Regions from separate parts of the Mus musculus genome. Here region 1 is linked to region 2. A link is a contact called in public promoter capture Hi-C data. All regions are on one chromosome and are shown on one strand. The core of a region is the stretch at or near the end of the contact, and the rest is flanking DNA. Distances in the headings are between cores, read along the strand shown.

Region 1 (5,667 bases), core at 996-3,495, 3.8 Mb before region 2:
TTGCCTCAAACCTACTAATTCCAAGGGCCTTATTTACTACTACAAGAAAAAAGTACCCCTCCCCTCTTACCCCCCAGCACCTCCAGACCCTCTTTCCAGCTGTCTATCAAGTGACTCCTACTTTACTGCCTTTAGTTTGCTGACTACCTTCTCCTGTGTGTCTACAGTTCTCTCTCCAACTTATTTGAAAATATTCCCAAAAGGCAGAGTCTTTATCTTATATTTTCCCATAGATCTTGCTTCCTGGATTGGGACTCCCTCAAAAGCTAGGGCATTTTTTGCACCCCCCCCCCCAAAATCCCAGGCTCTGAGTATTTCAAATGGAAGAAATGAACAAATTAAAAAATTGGCACATTTTCTTAAAGGAAGTAAAAAAGCAGCCAGCTGTGGTGTCCAACGCCCTTAATCCCAGCACTTGGGAGGCAGAGGCAGGCAGATGTACAGAGCTAGTTCCAGTACACTGTACCCAACACAGCAGTTCCAGAGGACTCCATACCAGCTACACAGAGCATCAGCCACAATACTACTTTAGCTCATCCTTGTGTGTAACAATAAGCAGACGTGAAGGCCATCAGGGACTCAGGAGGGCGATGACCTCCATGAGGAATCAATAAAAACTTCCTACTCACCGCCTCTCCTGCCTTTGTCTGGATCTTCTCCAGTTTTCCTTCGCGTCTCAGCTGAAAGAGATGAAACTGAGTAGAAGCAATGCGCCACACTGAGTAATTACAGCCCAGCTGTGCTGGGAACTGGTGGGCTTCTGGGTTCTAGCTGTTACTTCATCTTTGAATTAAACAACAAAAGGAAGGACTTCCTAGCAGGTACCTTAAAGTTTTATTTTTCCAAACCCCTTGGTCCTTTGAGCTCACCGATTTCTCCTCTTCAAACAGCTTCCTATTTTCAGGAGAAGCATACACTGCCAGTCCCTGAGAAAGGAGCTTGTTACGACCCACAGATTTCTTCACTGAGACCAGATCACCCCGGACTCCAATTTCTGTCAATGAGAACGGGAATGGCAGATGAAATCTCTGCAGGCTATGGAAAAGATGATCATGGGATCAGCCACAGGTAAAGGCTGTGCCTTAGTGTACTCAGGCCTTGGGGTACATCTCCAGCATCACCAAAAGGGAGGGGCATAGAAAAGAGACAGCCCTTACTTTCTCACAGTTTTTATTCTTCCTTACAAACACCACCACCACCACCACCGTCAATTTACTAGGGCAGGTTATAAGGTCCAGTCGTTAAAGTGCCAGCTGCATAGAGGATCTGAGTTTGGATATTGTCCATAACCTTAGCACTGAGGGGAGGTAATACCTACATCCCTGGGGGCTCAACTCATGCCCTGTATCAAATAAGGTGGACCTTTGGCGCCCCCCTTCTTTCTCTTTCTCTCTCTCTCTCTCTCTCTCTCTCTCTCTCTCTCTCTCACACACACACACACACACACACACACACACACACACACACACCATGCATTTATTAGGAACTACACTTGTCACACGTCTAGCTTAAAAACTGGTGCAGACTGAGCTGTTCAATCAAAGAATGTCACTGTTTGTGCTGCGAACTGTTAGGCTTCTCTTTACACAGTTAACAATATTGCACACACGTTTTAATTTTCCGTGACTTTTTTTTTCTCACCAGAACCACAAAGTAGTAAAAACAAAGCAACAAAAGAGAGGCAGGAAGCGGTTAACGTCAAACAAGAGCAGGGGACAGAGGACAGGGACAGGGGAAGGGGTCAGTACCTGGGCCCAAGCCTTACCGTCCACAGACTGCGTGAGGATGAGCTCCAAGTTGTCTTTGGGCCGGTGTTTCGTGTCCTCCACCAACTTATACACGCGGTGACGCCGGTGCAGGTGCGGCTTTCGGCCCTCCCCGGCGAGCGGCACCTTCCACCAGCGCTCCACGATGACCGTGCTCTGGTGGTCAGGGAGGCTGGGGTGAGCGAGTGTCCGCAGAGAACAACCCGCCACCCCGCCGGCGTCCCCAGGAAAGTCTGCCCCCCAGCCCCGCAGTCTGAGTCTGGCACGAACGACACTCCTGTCCCCCACCGTGTAGGACCCAAGCCCCAGCCGGCCCTCACCTGATAATGAGAGAGACTGAAGTCACGCCCCGGGGTACTCCCTTCAATTCGCGGCCGGAATAGCTCCCGGATGCCTCCTTGACGCAGCCAAGCAGCACCTGCCCACCACAGAGTCCTAACCCCGGGAGCCACAGAGGCCGCCATGACAGCGGAGCGGACAGGCGGAAGAAGGACCCCGCGCATGCGCAGCTGCGCCTCTGGGCTGCCCGCGGCGCGCCTGAGTGGTATAGATATAGGCTGCGCTGAGACCTGGGCATGGGGAGTGGGAGAGTTGCCGCAACCCCGCCTTGCACGCCGACGATAGGACAGCGGAGAGAACTGCTTTTTTTTTTTTTTGTCACCACTTTCCACAGAGCTTTGCGTGGACCGACAGTGGAAAACGTACTTTTTTTTTTTTTTTTTTTTTTTTTTGGCTTCACTTTTAAAAAAAGAGGCGGAGGGGGCTTGGCGCACCCTGTAATCTTCCTGCAGGACAAGTTCAAGCTAATCTGGTTTACATCTCAAGCTCTAGGCCAGCCAGGGCTACATAGCGAGACCAATAATAATAATTAACTGGTGAGGAGGAGGATTTTTATCCATAAAAACCAATGATAACAATATAAGTGGTTTGGTTTAGTTCTAGGTACTGGGATCACTTCTAATTTTGACATGCTATAATTTCTGAACACTAAAATATGGATGTCACTCTCAATTTTCCCTTGAATCTTTCTAAAAGTAGTCGAAGGATGGGATCCTCTAAAAACTCTGCAACTTTCCATGATATTGTTACTATTGTATTTAAGCTAATATTTAAAGAGTTGCAGGAGACAAACTGTAGAGAAAAAGAAACTACTGTTAGGCACAAGCAGGTCCTTCTGTGGAGTCTTTGTGCTTAATAGATGGTTATAAAATGAGGGTCTATAAAGGAGTGTGGAAAGATGTGCTACACTCCATTTTATGTGCACTTACATAGACTGACCTACACGCATTTCCTTGGTATTCAGGACAAGTCTTCAACAGTCTTTTAATTGTTTGCACCCAGCACTCAGTATGTGGAATTTCATTCTTTTTAGTATCCAGTGTCTTGATGCTCTCAGTTCACCTTATGGCTAACCGCTATTTATATGCCAGTGATGTCCAAATTCTTATCCTAGGCTCCCACAAACTTCACATTGGAATACCCAACTTCTTATTCATCATCATCTTATATGTCTAACAGACATTTAAAACGTAATGTATGCCCCATTCTTTATAAACTGCCCTACCTGCAGGTGTTCCTGTTACAGCTGATGAGAATTCCATTTTGTTGTTTTGTTTTCCTCCATTCTTTGAAACATCTTATTATTTTAAAATTTTTACACGTTTGTATATTTGAGATTATATAATTTTACCCTTTTTCTCCTTCTAACCCCTCTCCTCCTCTCTCAGATTCATGGACTCTTTCCCCTTGTTATTTATATTTGTGTTTATACATTCTTAAATATATAAATATAATCTGCTCAGTCTGTACATTCTTACTTGTACGTATGTATGTTTTCAGGGCTGATCATTTCGTATTGGGTAACCAACTGGTGTGCTCTTCCCTGGGGAAGATTATTTCTCCTGTTCTCAGCATTCTTTTCTTGCCTGTAGCTCTTTGTCTAGGGTTGAGGCCTTGTGAGCTTTTTCCTTTCTCATTAGTATATTAGTATATTAGTGTCCTCCTTGTTCAGGTCTTGTTTAGGTAGCAATGTTGGTAAGAATTCACAGATGTAGCGCCCCTGACATTTTTAGGAGACACAATCTCATAGCAAACTTCCTGTTCCTCTACTTCATAGAATTGTTCTGCCTCCTCTTCTACAACAATCCCTAAACTTGAGATGCAGGTATATTATAGATGTATCAGTTGGGAGTGCGTTTCACAACTCTCCGTTTTGATGGTTGTAGTTTCTGTAACGATGTCCACTTGTTACAAAGATGTTTCCTTGATGAGTGGCAAGAACTACACTTATCTGTGGGAAGAAGGATAACGTTTTAGAATGTAGTTAGAGATTATGCTGGTTTAGTAGGGTGGTAGTTATAGGTTCTCCTCCAAGATCCATGACCTCACTAGGCAGGAACATCTTAAGTTTCCAGAAACAGGCATGACTTCCCTCTTGTGGAGAGGTCCTGAAGTACAATTAGAGCGTTGTTGGTTACTGTCAAGGTAGTATGCATGCTGCTGGTTACTGTTGTGGTTGGTAGGCATCATAGCTAGGTAGGACTATCAGTTGCTTTCTTCCTTTAGCACCATGAAAACTAGTTCCCAAGGAGGAGGCTTTCAGCTCAGAACTACCTCTGATCCTCTGAGTGCTGAGCACATTTTTAAAAGCTTCTTTATTTCACAAGGCATCAGGAAAACCCTATATGTTCTTAAATAATTACGCTAAATAATTAAAACATATAGAATATATATCACATGTAGAACACTAACGAGGTCAAGGAAAAGTGAGAAAAAAGGGAAAGTGAAAAGAGAAATAAAAAGGAAAGAAGACAGGAAATGTTTAAAATCTAAGAGGCAGAGCTGGAAAGATGGTTCACTGGGTAAATTGCTCGTATGCAGCTCTGATAAACTGGGTTAGAGTCCCACAACACACAAAACCCCCTAAAGCCAGATGAAGTAACTTGAGTCCATTGAGTCTGTAATCTCAACCTCAGCATTACTATGGTGATAGGAGATAGAGACAAGAGAACTGACCAGAAGCTTAAATTCACAGTGTAGCAGCAGATAGAACAAGAGCCTTTGGTTTAAAAACAAGGTGAAAGGAAAGAATAGACTACTTGGAAAAGCTGTCCTCTGACTTCCACATACACATGCATAGGAATTAAGTTAAAAGGATCCATGTGGCAGGCTGGCATGGTGGTGCCGGTCTTTAATCCCTGCAGAGGCAGGAGGATCGAGCTCTCTCTCCCAAATCTAAGTGGTAACACTTTTTTTTTTTTTTTTTTTAGAACAAAAGGTATATTGGAAAGAGGCAGGAGACTACCTTGTTGCATCTCTATTCTACCATAAAATCATACTGACTTTATTTGGTTGACTGTTTGTTTCAAGCCCTGGCTGGAAGGTACCTGTCACACCCATGTCTTCCTCTTTGCTGTCTTGGTGAAACAGCTGATGGAGGGCTCCAGCTACCTGCTCCTTATTGGCCAGACAAGTGGGGAGGCTGACATGGGATGGCTTTCTGACTAAACAGGTAGTTCAGCCTGCTACCATGCACAACCATAGCATCCGATTGGAACAAAAGTGGACACTGTGTGAGGAAAATTTGCATCAATGAGACAGAAGAGGATTTACTCTCTTACCTTCTGGTTGAGGTCACCAAGGATGTTATTGGGGGTCACTCGTACCCCAGTGTTTTCACACTGACACAGAAAAGTGTACACAGAGCTAAGTAGTAAGAGATCTTATTTGGAAGCAAAGTAAAGGCACAAGTTAGATGTACTACATGGAGCAGTGGGTCCTGAGCAAGCATGCAGTAGGAGTGCCTGGTTCCTGTTTAGGGCTTTCTTTCACGGGTTCAAGGAGAAAAACAGTTGATTGTGTGATTGTGATTGTGATTGTGTGTGTGTGTGGCTTGATGCCC
Region 2 (5,999 bases), core at 2,774-5,273:
CACAAATAAAAACTGTAATTTAAATACTGTAAAACAAAAAGGCCTACTGATGCCTTCGCTTTGCTTCCTGTACCCGAGTGTCCACACACTGTCTTGTATTACCCAGCAACACGAGTCAGCATCCTATGCATGACAGTGACTCCCAAGCACCACCAATATACACTATAGCAACATGCAAGCCAGCCTCAGTATCTCAAAACCTCCGGGAGCTCAGATGTAGCCATTTATACACTTTTTTTTTTTTTTTTTTTTTTTTTGGTTTTCATTCTCGTGAAAAACACACACACACACACACATACATGAACCTCCACATCAGAATCTCTCATCTGGATTTATTAAAGACATCTGTTCCCCCAGCAGCCCCCCTTTCTTCTACCCTAGCCTCAGCCTCTAATGCCGCTAGCAGTGCTATCAGACCAACACAACTCACCAGACCAAGAGAGAGGAAGTGCTGAATAGAGAGGTTTGGGGAGAGCCCAACAATCTGACCTATTTATACCCTGCCAGGCCCTGCCCATGCAGAGGATGGGGGAACATGGATACTGTGCTCTTGCTGTTGGTTGATGTAGTAAATGTCATAGCACCCTCGACCAGCCCAGTCTGGGAACCAGGCTTCCTGCTCCCTCCCCAGCAGGCACAATCAAGTAGTGAGTGAGCTCCAGTGGGCACGGCAGAGACTTGGATGGGGTGGACACCACCAAGCAGCCACAGCTCAGCCAGAAGTTTAGGAAGCTTTGAGAACGGGCAACCTGGACATGAGGTGTGGGCCACAGGAAAGGAGATGGAGATGTTATGGGCAAGGGATAAGGAGCTGCCCTGGAAATATGTGGCCCAGGAACGAAGGAGGTGACCCCAGCCAGTGGGACAATGTCAGCACTTCCCTCCAGCCTAAACAGCTTCTTGTCACAATCAGGAAGACCCAGGATAGAGGCTAGCAAGTCAGGAGGGACCTTGGGACCACCCCAGGTATGAAGTAGGAGCTATACCTAGGAGGCCATGATGGAGTTAGGGTGGCAGTGTGGCCTGGAGGTTTTCGAATGGATGGAAGCTGGAGTAAGGATATTGAGGAATGACAGGAGCATTCGGGGTTGAATGTTCAGCTTGAAGAAGAGAGTTAAAGAGGAAATAGGTAAAAGGGGGAGTCAGGATTAATCTCTAAGGATAGGGTACAAATTCGGGGATTGAGTGAAGGTTAGATGGAGGTTTGGCTTTGGGCTCCCACAACCATACTCTCCTTGCAGCATCTGGTCAGAAGTACCTCCCAAGGAGCCCCTTGTCCTCCTTGAAAGTCCAAGATAAGGACTTCTATCTCAAGACAGGGGACAGAGAGAGACAGAGACCCTCCAGTCTCATCTGATAGGACACGTGTTACCCCTACCCTCCTGAAATGTGTGCATTTCTACAGGGCCTGACACCGCTTTGGGGGTCCATGCCTTCCATGGTAAGCCTCCTACCTCCAGTAGTAAGGAGCATAAAGGAACAAGGACTCGGTCCCAAGGCCCAGTGTGTCCCATCAGAAAAAAACAAAAGTAAGCCAAGAAGACATTTCTTTATTGGGAGTTGAGGAGGCCCCTGCCACAGCGGTCCCAGTTGTGTGCACATGGCTGAGCAGAGATGTTCTTCCCTTCCAAGAAGAGAAGCGGCAAAGGCTGGCTACTGTCCCACCCCTCACAAGCTAGACATCCCTAGGAAAGCCTCGAAAGCTCATGGGTAGCTGGGTGGGGTTAGCACATCAAGAACTTGGCAAGTCTAGATTGAAAGGGGTACCACAGAGAGAGTGGGAAGGGTGTGGCTACACACCCAGGACCACCTCAAGGACAAAGATGGAGGACTGGAGCAGACCCTGCCCTTCTGGGATAGCGTACACCTTTGGATCAGAGGCTACTGGGGGCAAGGAGGCTCAGGGGGGCACTCTTTGAAGTACTCGTGGCAGTAGAGACAGAGGCTGGCAAGTGAGCGCACGTACTCCCCAAAGTCCACTTCGCAGTCTTTGTTGGTATCCAGAACACTCATGAATTTATTGTAGTCACACTCCCGGAACTCACTCTGTGGAAGGGATGAGAAGGCAGGGTCAGGAAACCAGAATAAGGAGCCAAAGTAGCTTCCCACACCACTCCCCTCCGATGGTTAGGCTGCCCCATTCCAAACCAAAACCCTCATGGGGCCAACCTCATCCTACCCACCTGATAAGACACCCATTTCAGTCCCCCTTCCCAGCCCTGTGTCTCAGCTCATGTGCTACCCTATGCTGCTGCTTGGCCCTAGGCCACGATTTGCAGAGTCCAAGTGGGGAGAGATATGAGGTGCTCACCGGCGTCCAGGTGGGCAGCTCCTTCTGCAACAACTCCTTGAGCTCCGACTGGCAGATCTTGTATTTATCCCCACAGCGCCCTGCATACTCCTGGAAGGTGCACACGATGGCAGCTACTGCCTGCTCCAGGGGCCGGGTCATCCTCACTGTCACAAAACAAGGGTATGACTCGCAAGGAATCAATTCACCTCCCCGCTGTGCCTGTTGTGATTTTTCTAGACAGAAGTTTCAGTTCCCTGACATCACCATAAATTCCTCAGGAGCAGAATATCTACCACCTTCACCCCAACTGGGAGCCTCCCTCTGACTCTGACTCCCTCCCATCGTTTCCCATCACAACACCTGGGAATTCTCAGTCTTTTATTGGGCACCATTCCATGTGATGCTGCCCTTGATCCTAGAAAGCCTCTGCCTTTTGGAGACCTGGAGCGTCATCCTGTAAGAGCTTGCACAGGAAGCCCTGCCCAGGGCTTCTTTGTCCAGATCCTGGTGAGGCTAATGCCAGAGGCAGTGGTGAGGCCTGACAGGACCCCTCCACCTCACTATGCCTCCTACCCTGAACTCAAAGAAACTGCAATTGAGGACCCTCATTCTATTGTGCACTCTGAAGCCCTGAGCGAACTGTTTCTCTCTGGGTCTCAGTTGTCTTATCTGCAAAGTGGGATAATCTAGCCTCACAGGCCTAGTCAGAAACATGGACCAGGTGGCGTCTGCAGAGTCCACCAGTTCATACATAGATCTACTCATCTATGACCTACTCCATCCTTTAGCTATCCTCCCATCCCCCGGGGGACCTCAGAAGGCTTTGAGAAGAGTCCCCCACTGAGATGGAAGGGAAACACTTCCTAGAATTCCTTCCTTCACCCCACATCTATTGTCCCCTTCCATTGCCCATGCAGCCTGGGCGAACCCTGGGCTGGCAGGGAGGCAATGGAGTTGTTTCCATGTGAGTCCAATGACTCACTCCTGACTCCCTCGGGGGACTAGAGTCCTCCAACACAGGGTAGCCAGAGCCAAGACTCTTCCTGGTGAGTTCCCTCTATGGGGAGCAAATAGCTAGCAAGACTGTAGCTGGCAGGAAAGTAGGAGAATGGGGCTGAAGTGTCAAGCATTATGGGGGTCTAATTCTCTGTGATAGCCTGGCACTGCAGCAAGGATCCATGTTCCCAGAAGAGGAAAGCACCATGATCCTTGGAGAGGAAAGAGGGGTGATCCCAGGAGCTCGGCTCCTCTGAGCCCTTCTGATTCCTCCCAGCCTGCCTGGCGCCACTTCAGTTGCTATTTCAGAAGCACAGGGCTTGAAGACTCAAAGGAATCCTCTCTTCTCCTGCAGCCCTGGCCTGTCCCAACTCGTCCCCAGGAATGAAGCAAAGAGTCAAGGAGCAAAAGCACGGAGCTCACTAAGGGCTACCCCAGAAGCATAGCTGGCTACTGTCCCCCCCACATCAGTACAAGATCGTGGCTGGGCACACTACCCAAAACAAACTTCCTTACAGCTCCTTAGTGTACAAGGGACCCTCTGAGTCCCCATCACCTGCTCACATCAGCTTTCTGCTCCCATATCCAGACCCTGTCTCCAGGAACAGGCTACCTGTTGAGGGCTTTCTGAGCTGCCCCAACTCCGAGCCCAATGCAGTTCCCAAGCAACCATACTCACCACTGCTGCTGTTGCTTCAGCTGTAGGAGCCTACCAACTGGGTGTCCCTATTTGTAGCCTCTCGAGAGATGAAGGGAGCAATTATAAGGACCCAAGTAGGTCAACGCTGAGGCTGCCCTCAGGGTCCCCTGCCTCCATCCCTCAGTAGCCTCTATTACAGGCCCACCGCCCACCTAGCAACGCACACATCAAAGACCCAGTCAGAGTCTCAGGCACCGCTCCCCTACTCATTCCCCCCTCTGCCCTTCCCCAAAGCTGGGAACTGGTAACAGCTTCCTGCTTGCATCTTCCAGCTACACACATCCCTCTACTGAGCTCTTTATTGTGAAGAGACCAAGAATACAAAATGGGGACACATCTTGGGCTCTCTTAGGGTGTACCTCCAGAGAGTATCTGTGCAGGGGAGACCTTGGGAGCATCTGGCTAAGGCTCCTATTTACAGGTGAGGAGTCTGAGGCCATGGAACACCCTCTCTGCCCAGCCTCCAGAGCACTGAGTGTTGGGTGGCCTTTGACTGTGAATTGCTTATTTCGCTGGAGGAAAGGAGGTATTTTTGAAGCCTAGAGAGAAGGCTGTTCTCTGAGGCAGCCACCAGCTGTCAGGGCTTGAACTTTCTTGCCTTTCTGCTCCAAGTGATAATGGATGAACTTGGGTCACAGATTCATGAGAAAGCTGGCATGTCCCCAAGCTCCAGAGCTCACAAGGTTCCACTGTTGTGTTCTGTGCTGGGGCGAGTGACTTTCCAGGCAGTCCTGGGGCAGAGTGTTCGTTTTTTGGCTTAAGCATATTACCCCATGGGGTTCCAGGATCAAGTCTCTACTTATCACCTCTGTGAGCCCTGGGCTTCATCTTGTGTCTTTTCCCCCAAATCATCAAACCCAAATTTGAGAGTGGGTATGGCCAGAGCCCTCAGGGTGCCCGCCCTGCTCAGCTTCACAGACTTTGCCATCACTTGAGGTTTTCGGTTTTGTTTTTGTTTTTTAAACAAGTTTTTATTTGTTTGGTTTGGTTTATTGTTGTTTTAAAGATCTGATTTTATTTTGAAAGATTGTAATTTATTTTCCCTTATGTGTCTGTCTGTGAGTGTTGTCTGTATTAGTGCAGGTACCTATAAAGGCCACAGGCACTGAGTCCCCACAGAGTTGGGGTTACAGATAGTTGTAAGCCCCCTGATGTGGGTGCTGAGAACCAAATCTGGGTCCTCTGCAAGAACAGCAAGTACTCTTAACCTCTGGGCCATCTCTCCAACCACAGAGGAACTCGTTTTGTTTGTTGAGACAGAGTCTCTCTACATAGCTATCTCCTGGCTATCCTGGAACTCACTCTGTAGACCAGGCTGACCTTAAACTCACAGAAATCTGCCTGCCTCTGCCTCCCAAGTTCTGGGGTGAGAGGTGTGCACCACCATGTCTGGGCTTAATTCCTTGTTGGTCTTTGATGTTTGAACTTGATCATTTTAATTCTGCCTGGCATTTCTGGCTATTCTTTGTTTTCCCCTGCCATTCTTAGCTGGCATGGGGGAGACCACCACTGACCAGACATGGAAATACCCTCCTGCTGCTTCTCTGTTCTCTCCCACCCCAAAGCTTCTCCATTCCACAAGAAAAAAAAAAAAAAAAAAAACACAACACCCAGAAGAATACAGGAAGGAGAAGAGAAACCTGGCTTCCTGGCCAGTGACAAAAAACCTCATGCCTGTATGGCCCTCACCCTGGGCTCGGTACCCAGCTTTGTCTGGGACACAATCTCCTCTTCGAGGTTGCCAGGCTGTGGATGAGGGGAGTGGGCAATGGAGGCAGAAGGAAGTATGAGTTGTGATTAACTCTGTTTTATTGGCAAGGAGTTATGAGCAGTCTGAGACACAGGACGGAGAGGGTCACATGGCCGCAGAAGGAGGGGCCAGAGTAGACCAACAATTAATTTGCTTCTAGGTCAATGACTTAATCTCATCTGTGTTAAGCCTCTGCTACCAGCTACCTTAAGCATGTCATCTCTGCTCTTGTGACCTGATTTTCCTCATTGATGGAAATA

What was found. Promoter capture Hi-C pulls out the DNA fragments that hold promoters and counts their contacts.
Region 1: a contact with region 2 is called in a promoter capture Hi-C map of cranial neural crest. The contact joins the promoter of Mrpl9 here to the promoter of S100a3 in region 2. A contact is called at or near these places in 3 of 39 promoter capture datasets (the HPC-7 cell line, cranial neural crest and second pharyngeal arch cranial neural crest).

What each region holds. Positions count from the first base shown.
Region 1 is chr3:94,439,914-94,445,580 of GRCm38.p6, reverse strand. It overlaps Mrpl9 (mitochondrial ribosomal protein L9), which reads right to left and starts at 2,245. Exons shown (of 7, transcript NM_030116.2): 1 at 2,087-2,245; 2 at 1,766-1,922; 3 at 870-994; 4 at 630-680. The coding sequence starts at 2,230.
Region 2 is chr3:90,598,238-90,604,236 of GRCm38.p6, reverse strand. S100a3 (S100 calcium binding protein A3) reads right to left here and starts at 4,023. Exons shown (of 3, transcript NM_011310.3): 1 at 3,969-4,023; 2 at 2,312-2,457; 3 at 1,531-2,046. The coding sequence starts at 2,452. The coding sequence ends at 1,882. It overlaps S100a4 (S100 calcium binding protein A4), which reads right to left and starts at 467. Exons shown (of 3, transcript NM_011311.2): 1 at 431-467.